Regions from separate parts of the Triticum aestivum genome. Here region 1 is linked to region 2. A link is a contact called in public Hi-C data. All regions are on one chromosome and are shown on one strand. Each heading gives the region's core, a stretch centred on a gene start, on an enhancer-like site or on the middle of the called end of the contact. The rest is flanking DNA. Distances are from core to core; before and after follow the strand shown.

Region 1 (2,700 bases), core at 198-2,697, 310 kb after region 2:
TAAGGTGTGTGTGCTTACGTTCATAGAGGTAAGCGTATGTGCGTTTATGTGGCGATCTGCGATTGTACTATGTTAAAAAAAAGTAGGGGATAAAGAAAAAAATAGTGTTATCCACACCCAATCAATTTTTCTTTCGACTCATGACGTAGCCGCCGCCACCGCAAGGAACCGACAGCCTAAACTACATGCTAGCGGGGTTCCCTCGCTGGCTGGAGGGAGGGAAACGCCGGGACTTTACTTTTGCACGTGTCTAGCAGTTTAGTGTCTTAATTAGGTCTTCAGTTGTTCATGATTTCGACTTATGTGGTGGCGATGACGGTGGCAAATATATTTTCTCCATATCTTTCCCACAAGCAATGGTTCTCTCGGCTTTCGGTGTTGAATCTTGGAAGCGGTGTCTATGCCTGCTCAAGTCCTTTGGATCTGGACTGGCGCTTCATGCATCTTTGTGTTGGTGACAGTAATAGTCATCTTCTTCCTATTAATTGCGTGGTGGTGTTGCAGGCAACTAGTCGCTACGATAGAAGATCGACCCATGGGGATCGGGGTGATCCCCCCCGTTTTTGCGGCGGCGATGAGGTGAGGGCCTACTTTTGCCCCCCGGGTGGTCCATGCTCATTCTCTGTTGCAACGGTGCCTTCTTCCCGTTGTTGTGAAGCTCTCACAAGTTTTATTCAGGAGATGGTTCAGCTTTAGGGTTTTCTATCTACATATGGCTTCTACGATGGCGGGTCCTTCTCTAGCACGTCGGTGCAGCTGGAAGCACGACGACTTCCGCACCGCAGGATACATGATCAGGCCGGCTTCGAGGATGGAGCGGCAACTACAGCCTGCCTTCGGCTCGTACTGGAGATTAAGTTTGGTTGGCTATCAGAGAACATTATTACAATTTCCTTGTTTTTCGAGATGGCTTGTATCGTTCGTATAAATCCATCGTCGAATGAGAGAGAAAAATAGATACACACTCAGCGGCCAAGTTAGTGCAAGCAATTGTGACGATGGGCCCATAAAAAAATCATGGTATACTATGGACCGTGCTTCTTGGGAAGGTGATGCAGCAGCAGTGTAGCAGTGCAGTGCACGCTGGAGCAGAAGCCTTCAAGACAAATTCTTGGGATTATCTCTGTTCAGAGTAGCGTCCACAATGACCTTCTGGATAGACCTAAAGTTGTGGCGTGGCACCGAACCCGGACAGGAACCCTTCTCCCATCCAAAGCGTGCACCTCGACTTCACCAGTCCACCGATGACCGATCTCTTTCGCCAAACCCAACCGAACTTGTGAGTGGACGATGGGGAGGAAAAGGCAGAAAAATGTTGGGGGAGGTGCCATGTCCCTGTGCGGAAAAAGGAGGCCGCTTCGGCATGGCTCGAGCTCGACCGGCGAAACGCCCAGGTCAAGCACTCCAGGGGGGGTGACGAGGTCGGGGGCCTACTACTTGCGCAGAGTGTTTGCTGGTGCATTGGTGTGGACTGGAGACCGGTCGGCGGTCGGTGAAGTTGGCAAAGGCGATCTGATCGGGCAGGGTACAGCTCCTTCGCTGGCATATTCGAATCTCCCGTCCCATGTGAACCGCGCGCCTCTTTACAGCAGCGGTTCCTCCTGGGTCCTGGCTCATCGATCCTGTCACCGTGATGAATTTCCTTGATTAGGCTGTTCTCTCACTTTGACTGATACGCGTACCTCCGGTCCGTGGATGGATAATGTGCGCGGTTTGGTTTGGTTCGGCAGTGTCAATTCAAGTAGATTTTGTTTGGTCTTCTGTTGTTGGGACAGCGTTGTCTTCTTTCATAAACGTGCAACGGAGGGAAATTGACGGGGGCAGATTACCAAGACAGGGCATTGTTATTTCTTACTCCAGCTGATGATTAAGATATTTCTTTAGAAACTAGATTAAGCAAAATTATATCTTCCGGTGGGCAGGGTCCTCCCTATGGTGGATAAGGGACGGCCATCTGAAGCTGCATGACTTTTCCTAGCCATCATCATGTACTGTACAACGAGTTTTGGTGTGCTAACAAGGGAGGGGGGCTGTGTCAAGTGGTTGGCCGGAGAAAAGTTTGGATTCATCATTTCAACAGTTGCCGGGCTTTTGGGGCAGACCCTGAGATAATAAGGGCAAAATGAGCGACCCCCTAGTGCATACGTACTTCCCTTCCGAGAAAGGCAACACGAAATTTGGGCCCAGAAAGGGACATCAGAACGGTAAAGAAAATGATCTTTTCTTATGGGCGAGCTAAGGTCGTGTAACTAACATCACACTGGACGACGAGCTATGTTAAAACTTACTTAGGTTTTTGCGAGTCATTCTTCGGCTCGGGAGCACCTACGAGTGAGACGTGCAGTCGCCGTGCAGCTAGTGATTAGTCAAGTTCTGCTCGATTCGACTGGCAGTAACCATGGACATATTTTTTTTTTAGATATAATTGTAACCGTCGGCATGGTGAAAAGTTATTTCCGCGTCTTTGCAAGTTTGCATCGTTGTCGCCAGCTCGGGCGTTCGGCCTAAGGGCTGTCGGATGTGCGCGCCAATGGGAACGTATCTGGTGCACCAAGGCAATTGCTGCTAGCGGTGCACCGGACCATGTTGCACAATTAAAATTGTTAAAAAAAATCTGGAAAAAATTAATGTATCGATACAACTTCAATGTATCTTGTCACAAACATTCAAATAAAAAATCAAAACAATGGTCAAGATACA
Region 2 (2,700 bases), core at 201-2,700:
GTCACTTTTTGATCAAACTTATTCATGAAACTTTTTGAGATATATTTGATATATTTGTTGTATAATTCTTATTTATATAGGTTCTCCAATCCATTCTCTCCTTCTTTGGCCCAGTTTGGGGCTTGATCTTCAGAGGAAGTTGTGTATGATAATTGGGTTCAACCGTGCAAGTAAGCTACCCCAGTGACAGAAAGTGGAAAAGGCTTGTATTTGTGTTGTTGCTGCTCTGGGATAAAAAAGATGGTTGTGTAGTTGTCCTTTGAACACAGGATGAAGACAATATATCATCTATTTCATGTCATCATACTCATTGCAATACTCCACTTTTACTTAGTACTTTTAAGATGCAGGCTGAATTGCGGTTTTGGATGGAGATAGTTGGATAACGATTTATAGATTTACAGACGTGATGTTCATACGTTAATTATGCCATGAATATTCATACTCATAAAAAATATAATAAGTTAATCGTTACCCAACTATGTTTGTTTATCACACCATATTTTCCTTTTGAGAGAGGCATCTAGTGAACCTATGGACCCCGGTCCATTTTCTTCCATAATGCTTTTAATCTTAGTCAACTCTCTTTAAATTTCTTGATTTTACATTCTCGTCAACTTGTCAACAAGGCCAAAGCCTTTTTTTGTTTCCACTGCCATTTTATTCCTTTGTAACTAGTAATGCTAGTGAGACTGACAACCTCACTAGTTCTGCTCAGGACACAAAGAAGTTTACATTTGTGTGTGAAGGTATTAATCATTGGTTGTGATGCTTAGCTCTTGTTGGTTTGATAAACCATAAGGTCATTTAAGGAAAATTGATGCTTGCTACATACCCTCACACTTGGGGTCCAACAAATTTCTAGCAGAGAGGAAGCAACCGGCTACGTTGAGACAACATAGTGTGTGACTCTTAACAAACCAGCTCATGATTTGGCAACATTGGGTATTTGGGAAGTGCACATAAACCATGCTGTGTGGTTGATAAACTTGTTGTTTTCTGTACAACGTCCGGTTCCGTGAATTCCTGGAGTTCCTGTGGAAAAAATCCGGTTAGATTTGATAATTGTGGTATTTGATTCTTATATGAAATACATTTGCGAACAAATCTCTCATGGCTTGGGCTAGTTGTTGGTCTAGTGGAGGCAGGGCCCGATCAGCCGCCTCATGTGCATCTGATTTGCCTCAAGGATTGATTCTACTTCGCCACACCATTGCAACAACAACAACTAAAGTTATGTGTCTTGTTCTAAAAAAAGAGAGAGAATTATGTGTCTTGTTTTATCCTATATATGCAACATCCTCAAAACATGTTTTCCTCCTAATCTGTTGAAAATGTGCTAAGGGCCTCTTTGATTCGCAGGATTTTGAAAACACGGGAATAGGAAAAGTATAGGATTGAAGTGTCATGCGCACTTGAATCCTATAGGATTAGTTAGCAGTGTTTGATTTCACGGGAAAAGTAAAGGAATTGTAAAAAAAGGTTGGAGTGGATGTTAGATTTCTTATAAAATGTAGTATAAAAGATTTCATTAGAAAAATTCCTATGAGATTCAATCCTATGAATCAAAGGACAAATGTTGGAAAATTTCCAAAGGATTTCAATCCTCCAAAAAACTTATTGAATTCCTTTGAATCAAATGAGCCCTAAAATGTTGAAATGTTTTGAACCCATCCATCCAAAATAATGTTTTGTATGCAACTGACCCGGCCACAACAAATCAGTGAGAAAATCCATTGCAACATACTACTATGAAGTATAAAATCCTCCGGCCACGGCCAGGTCGTGGACTTGGACGAGGAGTAGGTAGTCCGCTACTCGATAGCACAGGCCAGGGCCGCCAGCCATTGAGGTCCCGTCATGGTGCGCGTGTAACCACCGCACCGCACAGTCGTGATTACGCCGCACAGCCAAGGAAGTAGGAGCGGCCTGGCGAAATGGCAAGCACGGCGTCCACCGCACCAGTTCACGTGACCGGGGATTTGCGAAACGCCAAAAACAATGTCGGCTAGGTCATCTGCGGGAGGATTTCTTCACGCCGTGTACGAGTAACACTTACTGAGCTGCGAGCGTCGGTGGAGACAGGTGGTACTGACACATCCATTGCCAATATCCGCTGCCTCCCCGCGTCACTGCCGCCCACTAGCTAACGTTGGTCGTAAGAGCAACTTCAACTGACCGACTTAAACGGACAATACTTGTGTTCATTTCTTGTCTGTTTAGGTCGGCCGTCCGTCCATTTTTAAATTTGAATCGACAGTGTGTCTAACGCACCGACTCATTTCATGACCGTGCGTGTTTTAGATTATGCCAGTGGTCATGTTGTCGCCCTGGTTTTGGCGTTCCAGCGCGCGGGAAAGGTCCGCGCGTGGGGGGAAATCTGTCTAGTGCGCGCTGGTTTTGGCGCGCCACGGCCGGCGCTCATTATAAGAAGGCGTTCCCTTCACACTCTGTCCGTCGCCCACTCGTCTCGCCCCCTCTCACTAAGCCTCGCCGCCCTTTGCGCCACCATGTCGATGCGCTGCCTGGGCGCTTTGGATTTCCGCGGAATTTGCGAGCGCCGCTCCGGCGCTTCGGGTTTTCGCGGAGTCCGCGAGCGCCGCTCCGGCGCCTTCTCCTCCAAGATCTGGTTTGGCGAGAAAGGCCTCATCCTCGGCACCTTCAACACCGCAGAGGAGGTGGCCCGCGCGCATGACGCGG

Evidence for each region. Hi-C and Micro-C count contacts between places; a contact is called where the count stands out from the background.
Region 1: a contact with region 2 is called in a Hi-C map of root, with 9 times the contacts expected there. The contact joins two enhancer-like sites. A contact is called at or near these places in 4 of 5 Hi-C or Micro-C datasets (leaf, root and an unstated tissue).

What each region holds. Positions count from the first base shown.
Region 1 is chr3A:576,597,959-576,600,658 of IWGSC CS RefSeq v2.1, forward strand. No RefSeq gene overlaps it. Among protein-coding and RNA genes, the nearest start is that of LOC543407, 15 kb to the right of the region's middle. Within about 2 kb of position 1,448, at least 1 of the 8 cell types and tissues checked has an H3K27ac peak or open chromatin away from gene starts, as enhancers often do.
Region 2 is chr3A:576,292,756-576,295,455 of IWGSC CS RefSeq v2.1, forward strand. No RefSeq gene overlaps it. Among protein-coding and RNA genes, the nearest start is that of LOC123058693, 15 kb to the left of the region's middle. Within about 2 kb of position 1,451, at least 1 of the 8 cell types and tissues checked has an H3K27ac peak or open chromatin away from gene starts, as enhancers often do.